2 separate regions of the Sus scrofa genome follow, and region 1 is linked to region 2. The links are chromatin contacts, called in public promoter capture Hi-C maps. All regions are on one chromosome and are shown on one strand. Each heading gives the region's core, a stretch centred on a gene start, on an enhancer-like site or on the middle of the called end of the contact. The rest is flanking DNA. Distances are from core to core; before and after follow the strand shown.

Region 1 (7,677 bases), core at 4,107-6,606, 700 kb after region 2:
ATTGTTACTGGGACTGCTGGCCTGGGAACCTCCATATGCTGCGGGTGCGGCCCTAAAAAGAAAAAAAAAAAATACCCCAGAAAGGAAATACATGTATTTGTCTCACTCCAGGGAGAAAGAGACGAAATAAAAATGGCAAAACGTCATCTCTGTTGGCGCAGGGCCAAGGGATGGAGGGCGTTACGAGACTGTTCTCTTGAGTTGTGGGTCTGTTTGAAAACTTCTGCAATAAAGGTAAACCAACACAACCCCTCAACACACAAAACCGAGGGCGGCAGCGAATTGCTAGCTTTCAGAGGATATCGCAGCCGTCGGGTAAAGACGGAGAAATGTGGGTCACAAATGCATGAGGCTGCAGAACTTAACGGTGGGAGTTCACGATTCCCTGGGTGCGACCGACCTCTCTCAGCCTCCATCTCCCATCTATAAACTAGGGAGATCCTTGCTGCACGGCACGGCTGTGATGCATCTGTGACTCTGTTACCGGGACTGCAGGCCCAGGGAAGCACACCAGAAGCCTGGAAGCAAGAACTCCTCCCCCAATGGGAGGTGTCCAACTTCCGTGTGCCCCCCAGGGACCCGGCCCCATGCAGATTCCAAGACCCTGCCCCCCAACAAGTCTGACTCAAATGCTGGGGTCCGGCTCAGGAATCTGCATCTTAAGTCAGAACCCGGGTAACTCCTACTGCGGAGATACCATTGCCAGGCCAAGGTCAAAGACACCTGGAAAGCAGATCTGGCAGTTCCCGTTTTGACTCAGCAGGTTAAGAACCCAACTAGTATCCACGAGGATGTGGGTTAAGGATCCGGCCTTGCCGCAAGCTGTGGCGTAGGTCGGAGATGCGGCTCAGATCCGTGGCTGTGGTGTAGGCTGGCAGCTGCTGCTCTGATTGGACCCCAGCCTGCGAACTTCCCTTTGCCTCAGGTTCAGCCCTTAAATAAAAAGAGAGAGAGAAAGAAAGCGAGCAGGTTTGCCCTGGAGGAGAGCCTGGGCCCTGCAGAAACAAGGTTGGGAGTGGCTGGGGACAATTGCCATTTACGACCCTAGGAGGACTTAATCAGCAGTCACATCTAGGAAGAGCTGCTGTGCCACAGACACCTTTGGAACCTCCAGTTTGCAGAAATGTCACCTTTGTGCTTTCCTCCCGAGGAACAGAGTCCAGGCAACTGACTTAGGTCTGGACTTGGCTCTAACACGTACGAACCGCATGCCCACAGGCCCACAGCTGACCAGCCCAGGTCTCTACAATGGGACCAACGACAGCGCTGTAAGGACCAGGCTCTCGGGAGCAGAGGCACCACCAGGGGCCCCGCAGAAGGATTAGGGATCCACTCTGTAGGGCCGGCCCGTTTAGGGGTCCCCTTGCTTTCTCAGTCACAGAAGGCAGGGCCCAGGACAAGTGGAAACATCTAAACGGAGAGCATGCACCGCCTGGCCTGGTGCCGTGGGGCAAAGTGTGCGGCGAGTCCAGGCTCCGAACCTGAGTGTACACTGGCCGCGTGGTGGTTTAAGGCAGCCTCGTCTTCCTCGGAGTCACAATCTTAATTCTGTTTTCATTTCCTAAGCACAACCTGGCCTCTGAGCTCTTCCTCTCTGGCTGGATTTTAAATGAGAGAGAAGCCAGGCCATGGCTGGGTGGGGGCGGCGGCGGGGGGGGTGTGCTGTACCCCGAGTCCAGGTGCCCCATCTCTTGCCTGGTCCCTGCCTACGGTAGTAATTAAAATCACTAATTCAGACGCAAGAACTCAACCCAGGCACATCATAGCTTCATTGCAAAATCATTTGCTTAGGGAATCTGAACGCCAAAATCTCTCTCTAAAAAACGTGTGCTCCATCCCAGCTCTACGGAAAATGCAGACAGACGTACTGTCCTAGCCTAGACAGTGAACTCCCCGGGGGCATCCCAGCCCAGAGTTAACCGCGTGGCAGGTACCACCTGCAGGAACAAGTGAACGTGCTGTCCTACTCAGTGCTGGGGGGGTTTCTCTCCTCACTGAGCACAGGGCCCCACCTCCTGGTTACCTGCAGCCCCCTTTTCGGCTCACATGGATGGATGCCCACCAGTCTCCTCCCTTGGCCCCCAGCCCCTCCACTTTGTAGGCAGCGGAAGTAACAGTCAAGTCCCGTGGCTGCCAGGGCTCCCCTGCTGCAGAGAGAGGGACAGTGAGAAGCTCCAGAGGGCCCAGGGCTGGAGGCTGTTTTAGGGAAGGAGCTCTGGTGGCAGGGAGAGCAGAGAAAACCAGGGCCTCGGGGCCGGGCCGAGTCAGCGTGCGCCCTCTCTCCTCCCCGGAGACCCTTGGCTGCTTCCCAGGGCAGGGACAGTGTGCCTAAGAGAAAGCTCCTGCGCAAACTGGTGGCCCAACCACCTCAGGGTCCCGGCCATCAGTTCCTTGAAGTCGAGGGTTGGTCTCACTGTCCTTAGAAGCCCCAGATCCCTGCAGGACAGGATTTAATACCCGCTGAATTAAACTGAACTCGACTGCAGCTAGACTGAGGGGGAAAGGGGAGCAGATGAGTTTCCTGGGGCACCAGAATGAGGAGTGGCAAATAACAGAGATATTCTCTCATGGTTCTGGAGGCCAGAACCAAGTCCAAGGGTCGTTCAGGCCGTGATCCTTCCTGCCTCTTGTATCTCTTGGTGGCTCCGGGCTTGTCTCGGCTGCAGAGCTCTGCCTCTGTCTTCACATTGCCTTTTTTTTCCCCCTGAGTCTCTGCTTATTTTTTTCTGTCTCCTATAAGGACAATCTCACATAGGGCCCACTCTAGTCTGTGACCTCATCTTGATTCTTATCTGAATTCTATCTGCAAAGACCCTATTTCCAAATAAAGTCACATTCTGAGGTTCTAGGTGAACGTGACCTTTTGGGGGACACTCTTCACTCCAGTCCATACATGAAATAGCTAGCAGCACAGGCAGAAGAGTCAAGAAGGAGGCTGGGAGCTAGGAGACCTTGACTCAGTCGCTTGCGGCTTGCTTGTTTCAGCTGCGAGGGCTCCTGTTAGCATCTCTGACCTCCTCGGCCAGCTGGGAGGCAGGGTTCCCAGCTCCCTTTTACAGATAAGGAAACTGGGGCTCAGAGGCGTTGAAGCAACAGCCAAGGTCATACAGCTGGCTAGGGCTGGGACTGGAATCCAGGTTGACGGGCACCAGAGTTTAGGGGTTTGACAGCCAGGTTGGCCTGGATTTGAGGGCATCTCCAGCACCGATAAGGTCTCAAGATCTTTCCACTCCAAGGAACTTAATTTATCAATAGAAAGCAAAGGTGAACTGTTTTAGGTTTCAGGTTCCTTCACGTCTTAAAGACTGCAGACTTTGGAATGCGGCCACTTCCCTTGAATCACTTGAGAAAGTGAGGTCCAAGAGAACAGGGGTTATTTCCATTATTCGTGGAAATTGGTCTGGACGGGAGAAACCCGGTAGGGACACAGAGCCCTTGACTCTGTTGCCTGGAAGGAGCTAATACACCTGGGAACCTAGGCTGACTTTCACCTGGATGCCTGCTCCTTCCCGGGGGGGCCAAGAATGCCAGGTAGTTCAGGGAGACTCAGGAGTAAGTTTTCCTCCCTCCCCAACCAGGGCTCCACAATGTCTTGTGCAACTTTGAAATCCCAAGGTTGCAGAACGTCTACTTAGGAAGTTTCTAGTCCCTTAGACCATGTCCCAAAGAAAGGCATTCATTTATTCAACCAATCTCTATTGTGTACCGCCGGGACCAGGCTGGCAGTGCCGCAGGGCAGGAGGGCAGGCTTTGCTTGCAAGGGGCTCCCTGGGGTTCAGAAGCTGGCGCTCACCAGGCCTGTGCCCATGTAGCTAGCTGAACGAATATAGAAACAGGCCCGTCCTAGACCTCAGCACTCAGAAGAAGGGTTTTCTGGGAAGAGCAGGGAAGAAGGAATTCCTTGCTTCCGGACCTCGGTTTTCTTATCTGGGGAGGGCAGACCGCTAGCTGCAGTTGGAAGACACTGCGTGGTTGGGCCATCAGCTTCTCCCCCGCCTATCCCCAAATCCGTACCAATGCAAATGCGGGGGTGAGGCGTTCCTCCTGCTCCCTGACCCTGGCCGGTGTACTTGCAGTCTCTCGGTTCTCTGAGCTAAGGAAGTAACCCGCTGAAAGGAGGCCGACTTAATGGCTCCATTTGGGCGAGGTTTCTGCACAAACCTTGTTCCCGTCACACCCTGAGGCAGGCCAGCCGACTCAGAGGTGCGGGCGCCCGGCCTCTGTGAGCTCACGACCTTCTCACCGGGCCCAGGGGGCGGTTGTCATCACCCTCCCTTTCGCGGGAGGCGCCCGGGGCTCAGAGAGCGCAAGCCACTCGCCCAAGGTCACACAGCTTCGCAGAGGCCGAGCGGGGACGGCGACGCAGGCGTCCGGAGGCCCGCTCCAGCGGCTTTTCGAAGACACTCGCTACCTCCCTATTGTGACGCTCAGGAATAAAGCAGGAAAGCTGGACGCCGGCCTTCACCTAAAACAATGCTCCACGCAAATCTGCGCGAACAAAAGCAGCCAGAAATCCGCCCCGGGTTTTCCGCACGCCCGGCCCGCCAGCCAATGGACTCCACCGGTCGCCGAGGGGCGGGCCGGGGCGGTCCCAACGTGATCGACAGCCCCCGGGAGGCGTGGTCTGCGCAGGAGCGAATCGGATTGGGGACCCGGAACAATCAAGGTCCGAGAAGACGCAGCCTGAGCCAATCAGCGAGGGGGGCGGGCCCGGACTCCCGGCTGTCGCGAGAGGCGGCCACCCCGCCCACTTGCGCCTTGTCCCGGCGCCCGTCAGCAGCGAGCGCAGCGCTCGGCCCGGATCCGTCCGCGGCGCGGGGAGCAGAGGCGCGAGGCCGCGGCGAGTGCCGGCGCAGATCCCTCCGCCGCCGCCCGCTTCCGAGCCCCGCTCCGAGCGCCGCTGCCGAGCCCGCCGCGGCCTCCGTCCCGGGTAACGGCCGTCGGCCCAGCGCGGCGGCGCGGCGGCATGGCCCGGGCGGCTCCGTCGGGGGGCGGCCCGCAGTGACAGACCCTGCGGCGCGGGGGGAGATGGGGGCGGCCGCCTCCCGGGCGACGACGACGACGACGAGGAGCAGCCGCCGCCGCCGCCGCCGCGCACCGGCCGCCGCCGGGGACGGGCGCGGGCCAGGAGCCCGCCCGTGAGCGGGGGGCCCGAGGTCGCTCGCCGCCCCCGGCCGCCCCGGCCGCCCCGGGCCCCCCCGGCGCCCCGCGCGCGCCCGCCCGCCGGCCCCTGGCGGGGGTCTCGCCCGCGCCGCGCGCCCCCGTTCCCGTCCCCGGCCCGGGCCCCGGCCCCGGCGCGGCCCGCAGCGCCCGGCCGCCCTCGCCCTCGCCCGGCCGCGCCCCCCCCGCCCCCGCCCGCGCCCCCGGCCCCGGCCTCGGCCCCGGGCGGCGGCCCCCGGCCCCGCGTGGCGGCGCGGCGCGGGCGGCAGCATGGTGGAGAAGCGCTGCCCGCTGCAGAGGGACGGCGTGTACCGCTGGTTCTCGGAGCTGCCGTCGCCGCAGCGCGTGGAGTTCCTGTGCGGCCTGCTGGACCTGTGCATCCCGCTCGAGCTGCGCTTCCTCGGCTCGTGCCTCGAGGACCTGGCCCGCAAGGACTACCACTCGCTGCGCGACTCAGAGATCAAGGCCAACAACCCGGCCGACCTGGGCAGTCTCACCAACCTGACGGACGAGGTGGTGCGCAGCAAGCTGCTGGTGTCGCTGGCGCTGCTGGGCTCGGAGCAGCGCGAGGCGGCGGGCGTGCTCTACCGCACGCTCACGCACATCGACTCCATCATCCACAACTACGGGCTGCAGCTCAACGAGGGCCGCACGGGCGATGAGTTCCTGCTGCTCTTCACCATGGCCTCCAACCACCCGGCCTTCAGCTTCCACCAGAAGCAGGTGCTGCGCCAGGAGCTCACGCAGATCCAGAGCAGCCTGAGCGGCGGCGGCGGCGGCAGTGGCGGCGGTGGCCCCGGGGGCAAGAGCGCGCTGCCCACCTGCCCGGCCTGCCACAAGGTGCGTGCCCGCGTCCCAAGCTTCCACCCAGCCAGCCATCTCCCGGCCGGCCCAGCCTCCCACCTCGCATGTCACTCGGTGCCCCGCGCCTCAACGCCTGTCCCCACCTCGCACGCTAAACGCGAACCCCGAGACCCCGCCGGGCACCCCGCGCCCCTTTGGGGCCCGTCGAGCCGGGGGAGGGGGCTCCGCGGTCGGGGGAAGAACGCCCCGGGCGTTCGCGGCCTGTCCGAGCCCTTGGTACACCTCTTCCGCTGGAAGCGAGATAAGGCCTTTGTCCCCTTAATCGGGCTCTTGGGCGACAGATAACCGTTACACATTGTGTCGCCTTGGTATTTCCAAATCTGGTGTTTATTATCGGAAAAGGAAGCTGCTAGCGAGCTGGAGATTAGAGGGCACTGAACCTTAGAAGACAGCGGCGGGGCGCCACGCGGGGACCCCCAAGGCCTAGATGCCCGTTTCCCCGGCAGGCTCGGGGCTGGTGTCAGGGGCGCGAGGCTGGGGTCGGCGTCGGCTGCAGACCGCCGTGTGCACGTGTGTCAGTGTGTGCGTGTGCATGAGTCCACGTGTGCTTGAATTAATATGCATTGTGGATGGATCTGTGTGTGTGCACGTATGTATGTATATTTTTACGAAGGTGTATGCATATCCGTGTTTATATTGTGTGTGTTTGAAAACCAGGCTACTAAAAAAACAAACCAAAAAACAACCCTCCCCCCCCCAAAAAAAACCAGGCTACTCTAACAGTCGGAAAAACAGGCTTGGAGCCTTCAATGCTTGTGAAACAGTTATTTCTCCATGACCCACCTTCCTTTGTAGAAACAAATCCCAGGCTGATTGGGAGTCAGACTGGGATTGAAAATCTGTTCCCAATTAAACAGGAAGTGCATAGTGGCCGTTCACTTAGAAATGTGAACTTTTGTCTGAATGTTCCCAAACTGTGTAAACACGAAGCGTTTGGGGCTCAAGCTTATTTTGCAGCCCCCTGGAAAAAGGATTTATCTTTGACCACGGGTGGTGTCTTGTTTGGGGTTTTTTTGGATTGACGCTGACTTTCCCTTGGAAGTACAAGATTGCAGCTGCACCAGTGCCTCAGCGCCTGTTGACAGTGTCTGGCTCCCCTGAATGAAAACTTCGATGGTCTCGTTTCCTAGTGGTGGTTTGTAAGCTTTCAGCCCTAGGTTGTGGTTTTTCTCTTTTAACGTCTTCCTTTAAGTCGTGGTTGTGGTACCTACGTTGGTTTTAATCTGTCGTGTCTTTTAAGTGTGTGTTCTCATCTCACCCTGAACCCCATGTGCACTGGGTGGGCAGAAAAAAATGTTCTTCCGGCTACAACAAAGGGACAGCAGGGGTCTTTGAAACGTGGTTGTCCGCAGGGAGCTCAGTAGGCTTTGGGGTGCTAGTGGAGTGTCCCCATTCACGGGGTTTCCGTCCCTCGGAGCCAGTTTCACGAGCTTTGTCTTCAGCTAGTGTCACTAAACTGAAGACCTCTGTGGCTGTCCCACCATCCGGACCAGCTTCTGAAGGGGATACTTTTGCATCCCTTCGTAAAAGCGGGAGGTGGTGCTGGTCTTGGCGGGGCAGTGAGCCGAAGCTGGAGCAGCTGTTGTTCGGGAGAGGGCCTTTTCTCCAGCCGGAAATCCCTTTGGTGAAAGGAAGGGGTGGGCCTCACCCCTG
Region 2 (7,515 bases), core at 4,723-7,222:
GCCCCAGGGACAGCTGGGGTGGGTGGCAGCAACATGCCACTCAGCCACCAGCAACCTGACGTGGGCCTGCAGGTGTGCCCTGCGTGAGCACCGGACCAGCCTCACGCCAGGCGCCATGTCACACCCACACTACAGATGGGAAAACAGGGTACAGCCCGGAGGCCACTTGCCGTGGGGCAGGCCCGCGGTGCAGAGGGGGAGGGTTGGGGTGGGGTGGGGTGGGGCTGAGACCCGGCCTCCCAGAGCCAGACACCCCCCCACCACCCCGAACGCTCCCTGCTCCTGGGCGGGACTCAAGTCCCAGCCTCTGGCCACCTTCACACCTCGCGTGAAAAATGGATGTGCCCAGTGAACCAGCGGGCAAACGGAGGCAGAGAGGGACGGCACACTGATGCCTCCTGGGCCCTGCCAGGAACCACCAAAGTTTCTTCCTGGTGGGGACCCCCAGTCCTCCTGGCCCCAGCCCCAGGCTGAGAGGGCCCGCTGCTGGCCGGGGACTCTGGGCAGGCCCCCGCTCCTCATCAGTGAAGTGGGCACAGGGACACAGGGCCCCTGAGGTCCTCACAGTCAGCTGTCAGATCCAAAGCCCCCCACCTCTGGGCCGGCTTGGCCCAGACCCGCCCAGAGCTCCAGCAGGAAGGCGAGGAGGGGGCGCGGCAGAGGAGCTCCCCAGATGGCTCCCGGGGCAGCCCCTCCTCTGTGACGAGCGAACCTCAGCCCAGAGAGGGCAAGCAGCATGCCAAGGCGGCACAGCCAGGACACCTGCTGGGCAAAATCACAGCTGGAGGGCCGGCCGCGGGAGGGTGACGGGAAGCAGGTGGGTTGGGGGCCCACTTCCTGCGCAGGGTCCCTGCAGGTATTTTACTCTCTGGAGACCGTTTGGGAAAAGGGATGTGGCTGTGACAGGGAAGCTGGAAAGCACGGATCTGGCCTGACCGCTGGCCGCGAGGACGCCGCCGAGGAGGAGGCGGGAGGGACGGCGGCGGCCGGTGTCCTAGGTGGGATGTACGTGCTGTCCCTTCCCACGGCTGTGCTGGGGGCCACTGTGTCATCCTCCGGCTCTGCAGCTGGGACAGCTGAGGAGGAGGCACGAGGCTGGAAGGGCTGGGCGCTCAGGGGACGGAAAGAAGCCCGAGAGAAACCCCACGTCTCAGCTTGTGCCCAGGCGCGGTGGGGGCTCGGCCTGGCGGGAGCGCACCCTGTTGGTGGATGCGGATCCCTTCCCACAGGGCCCTCTGGTCCTGCCACAGCCAAAGCCACCAGGGGCCCGCTGGGGGCCGGGAGGCCCAGCGGCCGACTCTCCGTGTCCCCTCCACCCCTTCTGAAAGCCCTTTGTCCAGATGACCCCTGCCTGGGCGGGAGCAGCAGACGAGGCCCAGCGCCAACGTGTGACGGTGGCCTCAGTTTCCTCCTCTGTGAAATGGGGACGGGGCCACGGGGCAGGGCAAGGAAGATCGAAGGCTACGGCGGCCAGGCAGGCAGGAGCCCAGCAGGTGCCCAAGGAGGGCCTGGCCAGCCTGCGTGCGGCCCCGGCCCGGGTCTCTGGGGTTGGCGATACCAATCGGCGAGGCAACAGCTGCCTCCAGGAGGGGGCCTGTCGATGGCAGATAGGCCGGCCGGGAGTATTATTCACGAGCCCGTCAAGCCCAGGAACGTCTGGTTGGCATAGAAACAGGAGATAAGGGGCACAATTAATGGCATCGCATTCCCTCCTCTTTCTTCCCCAACTGACCCATTTAAATCCCTGGCGGTGCTGGTGCCACGCTGGGCTCCCGGTGACCTCTGGGGAGGGGCTGGCCAGGGGTGGGTGGGAGGGGCTCAGGCTGGAGGAAGCCACCGCCCCCCCCCCCCACCGGGGAACAGCTCAGAAAGGAGGCCACAGGAGACTTGGCGGCAGCAGGGCTGGGCAAAGCCCCGTGGGCGCCTCTGCTCCCGGAGGCCCATTTCACAGGTGTGGAGACTGAGGCCTGGAGGAGCCCAGAGGCCGACAGAGGCGAGGGGCTGTGGGAGAGCAGCCTGAGGTTCAGAGAGGCGGCCGGGGGCGGGGGGCCGGGGGCGGGGGGCAGGCTGCCTGCGTTCCAACTCCGGCAATTCCAATTCTTGGGTGAGAAACTTAACAGGACGTGTTTTCAGACAATACCGGGCCTGGCACAGAGCAGGCTGGGCGAGCATGAGCGACTCCTGATACGGTTCCTACTATCTAACGAGCCCGGGCTGCCTGCCCTGAGGCCCAGGAATGCAGGAAAACCAACAACGGCCTAGAGCCACGCCCACTGGCGCTCTGCTCAAGGCCACGTTCAGGGGCTGGGGGCCTGAGCCAGCCTCTCGGGCCGGGTCCTTGGCACACTGGAGCCTGGCCCCCAGGCGCCCAGGCCCGGAGCAGGGAAGCCCAGGCTGTGGAAGGCAGGGCGACCTGCCCAGGGGGCTGGCATTCTGGGCAGCAGGGCAGACAAAGCCCCTCTTTGCTCACTTCTCTCCCACCTCAGTGGGGTGGTGGTATCGCAAGGTGGCCCCTGGGAAGCAGGGGAGCCCCAGGGCCTCCCACAATTGAGAGGGGATGCCTGGCTCCGAGCAGGGACTCCCTCCCAAGTTCATAAAAACGCAGAGAGCACCTCACCCCTTCAGGCCCAACCCAGGCTCTGCCCGGAACAAGCCCTCGCCAGGAGGCACTGCCGGCCCCCAGGTGGGCGGCGGGCTGCCGGGGAGAGCAGGCAGGTGGCTTTAAAGCTCGGAGTGAATGAGTCATCCTGCGGCCACCAATAATTTGCTTAATCAAACTCTTGAAAATGTGTGAAAAACACCTCCATCTGAGATGCCGCAGCTGTCGGGCTGGCAGCTGTCGGGTTGGCACCCGTGGGCTTCTTCTTCCGGCACCCCCTGGCCTGGATGGCTTTGGCTTCCACTTGGCATCTGGCAGCCCTGGTCCTGGAGGGTGGGGTGCCCCCCAGCCCTCCAGTCTGACCTGGGGCTTGTTCCTGCCCCCACTGTTCAGAGCTGGAAACTGAGGCGCCCTCAAAGCTGGCCTCTTTCTGACCTCGCTGGAGGGCCCTCTTTCCAGGCGGGACCCCATCCGCATTCTCCCCCCATTTCCCACACTGGCTCCCCAGGGCAGCAGCCGTGCCCTAGTGCTTGCATACAGCAAGAGCTCAATAAAGACCGCCTGAGTGAATCAAGGCAGGCCTTCCCTTCTGATCTGGGGGACCTGCTCAAAAAGACCGGGCACAGGGGGATCCCCTCAAACTCCGCAGCGGCGTGGAAACCGCTTTCTTTTTTCAGGAAAACTCCAGGCGGGTTACACCTACCACTTGCCAAAACCCCCACCAACCCCCACTTGACTCGAGGGGGAAAACACCCTCTCTCCCTCTGGAGGTGGCACCCCGCCCGCTATCTCACAGCATCTAATAGGAATCAGGGGCGGGGTGTCCTCCCTCGGCTCCCCTCCCCCTCCTGCCCGGCGAAGTCAGTTCTCTTTCATTTTGACGGACTGTACCACCCGCGGGGGGAGGACCAACTTCTTGGCAATTAAGTGTGTTGGGATGAAACTCGCCCGACAGACCCAGGCACGCATGCCGCCCCCCGGCCCAGTCCGAGCCGCCGCCCCCCCCCCCACGGCCCAGCCGCGACGCCCCCGCGCTGTTGTTGCCTCGAACCCGGCTGGGCCTGGTGGCCACAGATAAGGCCCCTTATCGCTCTAGGAGATCGCCATCCGGCCGACCGGCCCGGCGCTTATCTGAGCTCACATCGACCCGGGCGGGAGGAAACCTCGGCGGGCCGGGGGCGCGGGGGTCCCGCGCTGCGCTCCGCCCCGCGCTCCCCGCCAGCGCGGCGGGGCCTATCGTGGCAGCCATCTGGCCGTCCAAGGCCGCGCTCCCGCCTCGCCCTCCCCCGCTCCCGTGTTTGAAGTTAATAAATGGGAGCGCCTATCGCCGCCGCCATCGGTTGTGCGCCTTATCAGCGCGGCACATCTATCTCCGAGCGGAACAAAAGGCGCACGGAGGCTCGGGCAGCTGCGCCCCGGCTTTGGTGGGGGCGCGGGGGGCGGCGGCCCCAAGGCTCGGCCCCCTCCCCTCCACGCCCGCGGCCTGGTCGCAGGTGAGGCCAGCGCGGCGGGCACACAGCTGCGAGGGCCCTCCGCACAGCCGCGGGCAGAGGGCGGGCGCGCGGGCGCCGCCGCTTGGTGACAATCAGCGCTCGCATCTTAACGCGCCAAGATCTGCCAGGAGGAGGAGGCGCCCGAGGCCGCGGGCCGAAGGGAGGGCGCCCCAGCCCCGCCTCCCAGGGCCGGCCCCCTCCCCAGCCCGGTTCCCCGGCGCGCTGAAAGTGGGCAGCGGGGGCTCGCCCCTGCGCCCGCTTTGGTCCCTGTCCCAAACGCGCGCGGCTCGGTGGACCGGGCTGAGCCCGGGCGCTCGCCCTGCTCTGGGCCTTATCGGTGCTGGCGATCGGTTCCCAACCTGCGATCTCTCTGCCCGCGCTATCTGCATTTCTCATCACGCTGAAACACATACACACACGCACACAGGAGAACAGACCCAACAGACGCACACAGGGGAGGAGGGGAAAAAGAAACCAGAGAACCAGCGCAGATCGGGACCTGTGGGTGGTTTTAATACTTGAGTTGACTTGATAGAAGGCGACTTTCGGAAAACAGGTCCCACTTGCACATCGAGGAGTCGGGTTACGGGAACCGGATTGATGCCTGCCTCCCCCTCTCTGGGACCTGGGAGTAGACACTCCCCCAGGAGCACTGCGCATGGGGTCCTGGCGGCAGTGGTCATGTGGACACGAAAGGCAGTGCCGGGGAGTGTGGGGCTGGCCGGTGGTCTGGCCTCCCTCTTTGCCTTCCCAGCAGTCCCCAGGACCTGCCCCTCTAGTCTGGGACATGTGCCCCCCCGCCCCCTCCCCACCAAAGCAAGTCCCCCGCCCTGGCTTTGGCTGCAGAGATGCGAAGTTACTCCTGGCGTGGGGTGGGGAGCCCTGTTTCCTGTGCGCTGCCCTGGCTCGGGCTGCTCGAGCAGCCAGGCGGCCCCAAGAGTGCGGGGCCCTCTTATCTCGAGGGCATCAGCAATGTGGACACAGCGGCCGCCTGCCCCCACCCCCGGGAGTGGCCTACAAGCTGGATAGGTGAGAAACTTGGACACGGAGAGGCGACCCTGGCCCAAGATGCAGTCCCAGGAGACCCTCCCTGACTTGGAGCAGTCGCTCAGCTAGGAGTGTGTGACCACAAGCTGCGGAGCACACAGTGCCTGTGCAGTCCTTGCCGGGACACAGGGAGGGCGGGACCTCCAAGAAGCTGTCCCCAGGCAGGGAAGGCTCCAGCGTCGAAGCGGCTGGAGCCCAGCGCACAGGCTGCGATAGCTACCTTCCCCAGCCTCCAAGGCACCAGGTTCTGGGCCGGCAGGAGTGGCGCTGGGCGCCAGCGGGTCCCACCACTCAGCCTTGCGCTTCCACACAGTCCCGAGTGCCCTGTCTCCCTCCCAGGTCTCTCTCTTTCTCCCTCTAGATACAAAGCCTGGGAGAGTCAACCGGCCGAGATAAGATCACAATTTCAGCCCGTCCCGACAGAGCGATCTTATCAGGATGGGACTTGCAGAATGGAATATTTTAAACTTTATCTGAGCCCGGATCGGGGCCGCCTTATCGCCGCACCATCTCGGGGAGGCGGGGGGAGGGGCAGCCGCGAGGTGGCCGCGCCCCCAGCCACCCCGTTCCGGCCCTCTGGGCGGACCCCCTCTCCAGGCCGGACCTCCAGTGCGGGAGCCGAGACGCGGGGGCCCGGCCCGCCGGCGGAGATTAGATTACGGCGCGCTTGGCACACAGCGCGGGGGGCGCGGCGCAGGGTGAAGGTCGCGGGCGCCGCAAGAAGAGCTGGGCGGACCGGGGGCGGGCCGGCGGGGGCCGGCGGGGGTCGGGGCGGGCGGGCAAAGTTTGACTCACGCTTGATCTGCCGGGGGTTGCTCTGTTTCCTCCTGGACATGTCTCCGGCGCCGCGCGCCCTCCCGGCGGCCGCCTCTAGCCCCTGGCGGGCGGCGGCGGGCGGCGGGGGCGCGGCGGGGCCGCGGGGCGGCTCATGCCCCCGGCCCCCGGGCTCCGCGGCCGCCCTGGCCCGCGCCCCCAGCCCGCCGCGTTCGGCCCGGCGCCGCTGCGGAGGCCGGAGGATCGGGCCTGCGTTACGGCCGCGCGGACCGCCAGGGGCGGCGGGCTCCTGCCGGCTCCCTGGCTCCCGCGCAGACGCCGCCGCCGCCGCTGCGCTGCTCTCCTCAATGGAACCTGCGGGCAGCGCGCGGCGAACCCGGCGGCCTCGGCCTGGACGCTCAGGGCGTGCGGGCGGGGCGTGCGCGTCACGGGCGCCGCGCCTCCGGGCCCGCCCCCATCCGCTTGCCCCGCCCCCGGCGCAGCGCCCCGCCCCCGGGCGGACCTCTCGTCCCCTCGTCCGTGGCCCCGCCCCGCCCCGGCTGGCCCCGCCCCGAGGCCCTGGCGGGCCCTTGGACTGGCCTAGCTTCCCCGCCGCCACGGCCCTGCCCCGCCTGCTCGCCCCGCCCGCAGGGAGCTGGCCCCGCCCCGACACTCGGCCCCCTGCCCTGGGTGGACCTGTGGCCTCCTTAACGCCTCGTTCGGCCCTGCCGCTTTGTCCCCAGGCGCAGCTGAGATCCAGTGAGTCCCGCCGCTCCGTAGCACCGTGTCCGACCGGGCTCCAGGCCTCCCTGGACCCGTCCCCCGACGCCAGCTCCACCCCTAAGTCTGACCTGACCTTATTCGGCCCCTAGGCCCCGCCCAGACCACGCCCCAACGCCACGGCTCCGACCTCCACGGGCCGTGACCCCGCCCCTCTGCTCTGTAACTCCGCCCCCAGCGAAGGAGTCCGCCCCGCACTCCCAGTCACTGCGACTTGCCCCCTCCGCCACCGGATGGGGGACAGTGAACCCCGGGTCTGGAAGCCTTTGGAGACTTTGACGGCCCATGTTGTCTTGGACCAGATCTGGGGTGTGGAGCGGGCTGTGGCAGGATGGGGCTTCCGCCCAACATCCCCGGCTCTAGCTCCAGGAGAGTGGGGGTTTTGGGGTCTTCTTCTCTTGGGCTCAGATCTGGCTGGAAATCGGGGAGGGTGCAGAAGCCAGAGGCCTGTACCTGCTCCCCCGCCGCAGACTCCAGGCCTTGCTTCTCCAGGGCGCCCCTGCTGGAGGCCCAGGAAGGAGGCCCCTCTGCAGGCTGGGCAACCCCCACGCCCAGTCCCCGTCGGAAGGGAGCGAGGTCCCCAGGTCAGTACTGCCTGTTCTAGCTGGGAGGCACGGAAACCGACTCTGCTGTCCTGGGGATATGCTCATGGGGTCCCAGGGGCCCACCGCTTTCCAGGGAGGCTCAAGGTCACACAGCATCAGAGCTGTCCCTGGAGATCTACTGTATTCTTTTATCCTTTTGGCTTTAATTTGGGGTTGGTCCCCGTCCCATATTCACAAGAAACAGGACATTAGCACGGCTTGGGGGCTAATGAGGAGACATTTGCAAAGAGGATGCCTG

Evidence for each region. Promoter capture Hi-C pulls out the DNA fragments that hold promoters and counts their contacts.
Region 1: a promoter capture Hi-C map of liver shows a contact between it and region 2, with 5 times the contacts expected there. The contact joins the promoter of ZCCHC14 here to the promoter of LOC110261212 in region 2. A contact is called at or near these places in 1 of 5 promoter capture datasets (liver) and 1 of 47 Hi-C or Micro-C datasets (liver).

What each region holds. Positions count from the first base shown.
Region 1 is chr6:1,844,618-1,852,294 of Sscrofa11.1, forward strand. ZCCHC14 (zinc finger CCHC domain-containing protein 14) reads left to right here and starts at 5,357. Exons shown (of 12, transcript XM_005664297.2): 1 at 5,357-6,000. The coding sequence starts at 5,431.
Region 2 is chr6:1,147,397-1,154,911 of Sscrofa11.1, forward strand. LOC110261212 (basic proline-rich protein-like) reads left to right here and starts at 5,973. Exons shown (of 1, transcript XM_021096490.1): 1 at 5,973-6,764. The coding sequence starts at 5,973. The coding sequence ends at 6,764. It overlaps ZFPM1 (zinc finger protein ZFPM1), which reads right to left and starts at 6,576. Exons shown (of 11, transcript XM_021093668.1): 1 at 5,935-6,576. The coding sequence starts at 5,974.